2 separate regions of the Gossypium hirsutum genome follow, and region 1 is linked to region 2. A link is a contact called in public Hi-C data. All regions are on one chromosome and are shown on one strand. Each heading gives the region's core, a stretch centred on a gene start, on an enhancer-like site or on the middle of the called end of the contact. The rest is flanking DNA. Distances are from core to core; before and after follow the strand shown.

Evidence for each region. A called contact is a pair of places that touch in the nucleus more often than the background predicts.
Region 1: a Hi-C map of leaf shows a contact between it and region 2, with 2.9 times the contacts expected there. The contact joins the promoter of LOC107962601 here to the promoter of LOC107962595 in region 2. A contact is called at or near these places in 4 of 34 Hi-C or Micro-C datasets (hypocotyl, leaf and seedling).

What each region holds. Positions count from the first base shown.
Region 1 is chrA06:10,309,619-10,314,092 of Gossypium_hirsutum_v2.1, forward strand. LOC107962601 reads left to right here and starts at 1,947. Exons shown (of 5, transcript XM_016899049.2): 1 at 1,947-2,315; 2 at 2,414-2,547; 3 at 2,659-2,773; 4 at 2,862-2,976; 5 at 3,161-4,252. The coding sequence starts at 2,447. The coding sequence ends at 4,074.
Region 2 is chrA06:10,139,238-10,143,858 of Gossypium_hirsutum_v2.1, forward strand. LOC107962595 (auxin-responsive protein IAA29) reads left to right here and starts at 1,276. Exons shown (of 4, transcript XM_016899043.2): 1 at 1,276-1,623; 2 at 1,714-1,955; 3 at 2,039-2,120; 4 at 2,217-2,441. The coding sequence starts at 1,796. The coding sequence ends at 2,325.

The DNA of each region.
Region 1 (4,474 bases), core at 697-3,196, 170 kb after region 2:
TATTTTTTTAAAGATATAAATGGGAAATTTATTTTAATTATTAGTAACTTTTAGGGAGGAAAGGCAAAAAAAAAATGCAATAATATCTTTTGGGTTTAAGATTTTATCAATTGTAATTTCTTTTGGAGAGTAATAAGATTTTTGTCAACAGCCCTCGTGATTTCATTCACGTTATGATGTGAATATTTAATGAAATATTTTTATTAGATTTAATAATGGTTTATTTCAAATCCATTTTGAAAGTAAATATGAAATATTCACGTTATTTATTTTTTTTAACAATATTATTTTAAAAATTTGAACTCATATTTTCTCTTTAGGAGTATAATCAGTTTTATTGTTAGCCTAAAACTTGTTAATATAAATTAATTGTAAATTAAAATAAAAAGAAAATTAGATTTGATTGTAATAAATTTGGTTATGGTATTCTGGACACTAGGGAGGGGTTTGGGTTGATGGAGAGAGTATTGATAATTGATAAAGAGGAAGCAAAAACAAAGGGTTTTTTGTCCTAAAGTACAGAAAAGGGGGAAGTAGTGTATCACTTTTGCACAGCAATTCCAAATAGTGGAAAGTAGACATAACTGCTATTTAGTGGGTTACCAAAATGTCAGTGACATATGATAAAAAGCATTGTAATGTTAGGCCCTTCTCACTAATAAATAAATAAATGGTGAATTTTACCTCCCCCCATTTCACTGCCCTCATTAACCCTCTCTTCTACTTCAAACCATTTGTTAGGCTTTGATTCAATGTTTACTTATATTGGACCCAACAATGCCTGTCCATCCATCTCATCTACCCCCTTATCCCCTCATTAACTCTTACATAAATATTCATCTTCAAACCTTAAAATCTCGACAGATAATCTCAATTACAATTAAATATTTGGTGGATCCAATAGTCAATGACATCTAAAGTTGAAAGCCAATACTATCAGCATTTTTATGAGAATTTAATTAATGCAAATGAAAACAAAACCATGTAGCAATTCAAAGTAATAGAAAATGACATATATATATATACATAAGTTAATATTTTCTTCATCATTTAAATATATGATTATAAATCAACACAAACCATGATGTAAAAATAATTAATATATCTTATCTATTTATTGAAAGCATTTGATGTGACATTTGATGTACTTTAATATTGAAATATTTTATTTTTATTTGATGTGTAATTACATTTAGTTTATCTTGCTCGGAGTGAAATTAAATATTAATAGAATTTATTATGGAATTAATACTCTTGTTGATGTGTGGGATCAATAAGGAGAGATGGAAGAGGATGTGGTGGTGCTATCGTAGGCTAGTTTGCTCTGTCAAGGCAAAGAGTCGGAGAGTAGAAAAGTGAAGATGGTGGAAGTGAATGTTGGGAATAAATTGACAAAGTGTAGGCAAGTGTGATGGAGAGTTGATCTCTTCATCATCATCATCTTGGGGGTTAGTTATCAGCGAGGTCCTGTGTTGGGTAACATTAACATGATGGATTCGCAATCAGATCATTATTATAAGAAACATGGAGCTAGAGCTAATGTCTTCAATGTGACGAGAATATTTGTGATGAAACGTGCTATGTCAGTCCTTTTTGTTTAATGTACGGAGCAGTTAAACTCACATGAATTTAGTGACTAAAAAGATCATGCTCTTAATAGAAGTCCAAATGTGGAGGAGAAGGTGGTGGCTACATTTTGAGGTAGGTAATTAGCCTCCTTAAATAACTACTTTCTGCCTACTTGGATGACTAAATCGGGAAGTAAGACTTCTAGTGATCTCCCAATCTATAGCGGGTGGAGTATGTATATCAGGTAGCTTTCTGTTATGCCTGTATTGTCATTGGTGGTGGTATAACAACTCTCTTGTTAATACAAGCAGAGCAGAGATTAAGGAGTTAATGTGCCAATACTAATAGCATAGGCAGGCGAGGGGGGTTGAAGATGGGGGCAAAGGCAGGCAATTGCCAGGGAGATTTTAATGGTGACTTGAATACTTTTGTTGTTTTGTCTGATTTGGATTCCCAACCCCCAAAACCCATATTATTATCAATAAAAATGACCAAAAAACTGACTGTGAAGTGAAAACAATGGTTAAGTGTTAAATTATTGGGGGGCATAAACAAAGGCATGAGCCGTTTCTTTCACTCCTGTTGGATGTTGTACTGCTCCCTACCCAAAAGAAAGAGAAAAAAAGAAAGGAAAAGCCCCATCCAGCTCTGATCTCTCTCTTGGTTTGCAGACTGGGAATTCAAGAAAAAAGAAGAAACACCAAAAGATATCATAAACAAATTGACTAATCTCCATCAAACCCCATGTAATAACACTACCGTCTCACTCCTTTTATTTACCTACTTTCCTCTCGGTTAGCCTCAAATATCTCTTCCCTTTCCTTCTTTCCTCCTCTGTCTCTAGATTTTGTCTTCCATTGAAGAAGAAAGATCAAAGATGCCGAGACCAGGCCCTAGACCTTACGAGTGTGTAAGAAGAGCTTGGCATAGCGAAAGACACCAACCCATGAGAGGTTCCATCATTCAGCAGATTTTAAGGTTCTGGGTCTTCTTTGTTTTCCTTAATTTTGTTACATTTTAAGCAGCATTATTTCTACCTTTTGGGGGGAGGGGGGTTTAATTCCTTGCCCACCATGTGTTTGATTTTAGGCTAGCTATTGAAACTCATAGCACAGCTACTAAAAAGAATAAGGAATGGCAAGTTAAAATTATTACTGTCATCGTCAAAGCCGAGGAGATTATGTATTCCAAAGCCAATTCTGAGGTTCTTTTCTTCTTTCAAAATTGTGGATCTTTTTATTTTGTATCTACTTCTTTGGACTCAATTTTTCCCCCTCGTATTGGGTTTTTAGGCTGAATACACCAACCCGGAAACCTTATGGGACCGTGCTAATGATGCCATCAACACGATTATCCGTCGAGATGAGAGCACTGAAACAGGAGAGCTTTTGCCACCTTGTGTTGAAGGTACTGTAGATTTCTTTTCATGTTCTTCTGTGGTAAATTCTTGGTTTCGAGTTTATTGTTATGTTTGTGGTTTTTTCTCGTTTTTCTTTAATCTACATTAGCTACAACTTAATGAAGCTTTCAATTTGAAAGTTATTTCAAGAACAATTTGGACTGATAGATTGTAGCACATGTGTTGTTTTAGCGGCCCTTAACCTGGGGTGCTATCCAGTGAGAGCTTCAAGGAGCCAACGACACAGTAATCCTAGGACTTACCTTACGCCAAGAGCACCCGAAACTGTTCCTGCAACTCCTAGGATTTTGGATAACGGCAGTGAGGATAGGTATCCTCAGTTATCCCAGGTTCAGTCTGGTAGTCAGCTTGCAAGAATAGCAACCAATGTGAATTCGAACACTTCGGTTTCACAAGCTAACCGTCATAATTATCCATTTCTACCTCAAAATTGCCCATCTGGCCATGACCAATTGATGAGGATGGAAACTAACACTCCATCGAACTCTGGTCAAGTTTACCCCCTTTATTATGGAATTCACTATCAAAATGCAGAGTCCCAAACAGGTTCTCCAGTGCAGGAAAATCTAGTGTCTGATACGATAATAGTTGGGAGACCTATTGGTACATCCGTTTTAGAGCCAGCAGAAATGGGTTCCTTGCAGAATTTCTTTTCCTCTTCCAATGTTGATATTGGTGGTAAGCAAATTGGGCAGCAAGATATCAGACACGCTGATGAGAAGTTGCTTGGAAAAGAATGTGATTTGTCCTTGCGGTTGGGTCTATTTTCTGACCCTTATATGCAAGTAGAAAAGAAGTCACTTTGTGAAACCACAGATGTTGGTCCCAGCAACACTCAAGATGGGGGCAAACTTAGTGATGTTTTTCGACAAAAGAGTAAAGAGATCCCCTTTTTTCCAGAGAGGACTGTTAATGACCATTTTGAATCCTTTTCAAGAAAGTGCTTTATGGAAAATGAAGGTCATAATGTGGGGGCAGCAACGAGAAAGCGTAAGGCAACATTTGGAGGCAACTCAGAAGATGAACAATTTTGCACGCAACCAGGGTCCTCATCTAATAATAGAAGACATGGGCCAGGTTTGTAAACAATAGTTTTATTGTAGCTTGTCCTTCAAAATTAATGATCTTTTGATCGTATTAGTGAATCTTGCTTTCAATCTTTATTCTCTAATAGATGTTGTAAAATGTAAGTGCTGACAAGTTGCATTGTTGGGATGCAGCAGAGAATGAACTGTAAATAAAATGAGCATGATTGATATCTAATAATTGGATGATTTAATTCTCATTACACGTCTAATTACTTAGAAAATTTTAGTATAAATAACTTTTGATCAATTGAGGACCATAAAAGGAATATTTTTACCTTCTCAGCATGTGCAGAATGAGTTGCAGGTTTCTAAATGTAAAAAGATCTGGAGATAAATGATGGAAAAATATATGCATTGTAGACAAATTAATTAGCTATTTGAAACTATAAAGTGGTGT
Region 2 (4,621 bases), core at 26-2,525:
TATGGTACCACTTGAGCTGAAGTGCCCCCTCTATGAACTGTACACGACTCTCCATAGAGGGGGCAAAACCTTCCTTTGAGGGACAATACCTTCTGTTGTTGAGAGATCGGATCTACGTCCCCCGAAAGGGCCGGTCCTCCCTAAACAATTTTATAAAGAATTATTGTAGAAATTTTTTTATAAAAATTGATTCTCTTGCTATGCTTTGTTCAATGCTCAGTGGGTTGTTTCCGTCATCACAAAACATCGATAGTAATTGAACTTTATTGTATCATTGAGGTTAATTTGACAACTCTTTTGCACACCAAAAGATAGGTGGGGCAAATAGAAATGACATAGTTACACACCTTGAAGCCTTCGATTAATTTATCATAAGTTTATTTTTATTCCCATGCATCAACACCTATTGGTGCATTATAAGTAGATCTTTGGTTGGAGTTGAATGTGAGAATTTATTCCATTAAAATTGTGAGTGAACTTATCACTACAAAACTTTTCTTTTTTTCTTAAGTGCAACTCTAGATTTTAGGTTAAAACAATTCGTAGTGTAATATGAATTGTTTCATTCAAGTAAAGACATTATACTGCAAAGATAGTACTTCTTGATTGTTTTGCATATAGCTAAGATCTAAAAATGTCACATCAACATTCTATTATTGAGTTAATCGATGAGTGACAAAAAAAATTCAATTTCAATAATGTTGGTGATGAAAATAAAAACTTTTATAATTGAGAGATACAAACAGTAAAAGTCAATTTAACCTTTTTTTTTTGTAAATTTATTATATAAAATTTTCCACCATTTAAGAGTGTACTATACTCTAATATAAAAGAATGCCTCTGTAGATCTTATATATGAAATTCTATCCAGAATGTTTAAAATATGTATACATTGCAAATTAAAAGGACTAAAGATGTTGAACCCAAGTTTTTTTTAATTAATTTACTTTCATACTAAAGTGATTAATTTGTTGTGTATGAAAATTCCAATTTTCCTAACTTAATAGACATCTGAATCATAAATAGATTCCCTGCAAAATCTTTGGTCCCCTTCTCCACCGTCAAAAACAATCCCAGTTTTGATGGGCGTAAAATCTTAGGGATTAGCGTTGTAGTTAGAAAAGACGCAGAAAACAATGGAAAGAATCAAAGGAAAGCAGCAGAAGGGAACAAATGGTCGGCTAAAAGTGAAGCAAAGCTTGGACCCACTTCACCAAATGTTTACCTTCTGTCTGCTAAATGTTCCCCCATCAATATCTGCTACCATTTCATCTTCTGTTAATTAATATCCCAACTTTGATACCAAGTAACCCAGATTTCCTTCTTTCTTTTGTTGTCTTCGCTTTGATTCTCTCACGCCGTAGCATATACATATATATATATAATAGCAATTGCACTTTCCTTGTTTTTAAGATTTCTATTCTATTGTACTTAAAGGGCTATCTTTGTTTTTAGTTGTGTTAATGTGCATGGAACTCCAACTGGGACTCGCTCCTCCAGGTTCCGACACTTGGAGCCGGCCTCTGCTAAAACTGGGTTTATATGAAGACATTAATGTTAACAGCAAAAACGTGGCTTTGATCATGGATATCTCGAAGACGAGTTTTCCGCTGCCAGTTTCAAGTGATTCCCTTTGCAAATACTTGTGTATTGTTGTTTGGGAATTTTTCGTTCATTTATGGGGTTTAAAATCTTTTTTTTTCTTTTTTACAGGAACTATGAAAAGGGTCTAGTGGGGTGGCCGCCTGTGAAAACCTGGAGGAGGAAGAAGCTACGCTGCCAAGTTCACAACCACATGACAGCGGCGGAGAATGGGTGCTGCGGGGGTAGGGCTTCAAATTCCACGTACGTGAAGGTAAAGATGGAAGGAGTTGTAATTGCCAGGAAAATTGACATCAGCATCCATCAATCCTTTGAAACGCTTACAACCACACTCATGACAATGTTTGATATCTGTAAGAACCCAAAATGGAAAAATCTTGCTTAATTTCATGAATTGAACTGTTAGTTTCCCACTTTCCCTTCATTTTTGGATCAGTTGATGAGAACCGGAGGAGCTTTAAACTGACTTATCAGGACAAAGAAGGTGACTGGTTGATTGCTGAAGATGTTCCCTGGAGGTAATTGTTTTTTTCCTTTTCCCGGCCTTTCATCTCTGAGATACTTTCCTCCTGTTTGATTAGATAGAAAATGATGGGAAAAAATTGTTGTTTCAGGACCTTCGTTCGTTCATTAAAATGCCTGAAATTAATTAGAAGCAGAGGGTACCAATTGGGTTCCACGTCAAATTATAAAAAATCATCCGCCATGTTTCTGCTTCCTTAATTTTGGATCCTAAAAGAATCCTCGAGGCCTTTTGAACGACCGTATGTATATATAGTAATTTACTTTGTTACAGTTAATGTACAGTAATAGTCAAATAAAATGATGTCTATTTTATTTTTTTCTTTGCATTTTTATTTCTCAAATGAAAAAAAAAACAAAAACCCTAAAGCTGGTAATGGGGTTAATGCCATTCAGCATCAATTTACTTGAATAAATACTTTAAATAAATAACTAAAAATATATTGAGAGAGCAAAGATCAAACCCCAAAAAGATAAGAAAACTAGTAAATTTTCTATCAATATATATGTTTACATAAACCTTTTCTTTCACCATGTTGTCAGAACGAGATAACTTAACTTTTATTCTATTATTTTAGTTCTTGGTTCTGCATTTATGTCAAAGAAATTACTACTACATTTCGTTATTTTATTTTATTTTTTTAATTATCATCCATTTTAATTATAAATTCAAGATAAAAGATTGTAAAAAATAGGGATGTCATGCCATCTTATATCCCTTTTTAATTATTTAATGATATTTTAACAATGTTTTTCATGTCATTGATGTATATTTTTAGCAATTTTTTAATCCGAACCTTAAATCTTGAACCCGAATCTTGAAGCTTGAATCCTAAACCCAAACCCTAAATCCTAAACTCAAAATCTTAAACCTTAAACTTGAACCTGAACCTTAAATTTTAAACCTTGAACCCTAAATCAAAAGGCCAAGTTTAGGATTCATAGTTTAGTGTTTAGGGGTTCGAGGTTTAGGATTCATGATTCAAGGTTTGGGTTCGAGTTTTGGGTTTAGGGTTTGAGTTTAAGGTTTTGAGTTCGGGTTAAAAAAATTACCAAAATTATGTATCAATGACATGTTGAAATGTCATTAAATGATTGGAAAGGGATACATGATGATGTGGTGTCCCTACTTCGTACAATCCATTCTCTATCTGGGAAAGGATTGTATGAAATAGTGTCGCCACATCATCTCTATCTCTTTTCCAATAGTTTAATGTCATATCAAGATTTTCGTCCTGAAAAAAATCAAATCTAAATAAAAATCTTGAAATTTAGGATGAAATTATTGATATCCCTATTAAACTATTGGAAAGGGATAATATCCATAATAGTTTAATGCCACATCAACATTTTCATCATGAATTTTAGGATTTTTGTTCTGAAAAAAATCAAATCTAAATAAAACTCTATTAATTTCGGATGAAATTACTGGTATGGCATTAAACTATTGAAAAGAGATAATATCCCTATTTCATACAATCCTTTCTCTATTCATATATTAATGGGAGAGAGAATTAGAAAGCCATAATTCCTCTCTTCAATTTCCTTAGTCGAACTAGTAAATGAGAGAAAGAAATTTTGTAACGTTCTAAATTTTTTAACTTTGTTTCTGCAAATTTTGACAAATATGTATTTGCTTCTGTGGTTAAGTGTTCTGGGTGTGTGTATGATGTCTTGGGTTCAAGTCTCACATTTGACAAATTCTATTGTTTTTTATCCAAACCTTATCCTTGTGGGGTGGGCTTATGTAGTATTGTTTGTAAACTTATATCAGAATGAGCTTGTTAGTTTGAGTGGTAAAGAATTAGCTTGCTTGAGGTCTTGTGTTCAAATCCTTGAGCAAGCATGAGGTGTTATCTGTTAAAAGGTTCGGTGGAGTTAGGAGTCTGAAGTAATTAGATGTGGTTAGTGGGGAGGATATTATGGGATGCGATTGTTAGTGGGGAGTTGGGGATATTAATCAAATTGGTTATATTTATTTTATTTTATTTTTTAAAAAATTTTCTCTCTCTTCCCAAAAATCTAACGTCAGTTTCTACCTTTCCTCTATTTTTTTCTGTCGTTTTCATCTTTTTATCTCTCATCTCCTCTACTTTTTTCTTCTCTCTTTTTTTCATTCCCCTTCAAGTCTGTTCACACTTTTTCTGTTCTTCGCGTTGCACTTCGGATTTTGGTGTTCTTCGTGTGATTTGGGTAAGAGTGGTTACTTTTGTCTTTAGGTAACGGTTTCGATAAGCTGATTTGATTCATTTTCGTTGTTGTGGCATAATGGTGTTATAGGGAATTTGATTTCTATGAACTTGTTGTATAGGAGAAGGTTGCAAAATTGGTTATATTTATTTTATTTTTTAAAAAAATTTCTCTCTCTTTCCAAAAATCTAACATCAGTTTCTGCCTTTCCTCTATTTTTTTGTCGTTTTCATCTTTTTGTCTCTCCTCTACTTCTTTCTTCTCTCTTTTTTTCGTTTCCCTTCAAGTATGTTTACAGTTTTTCTGT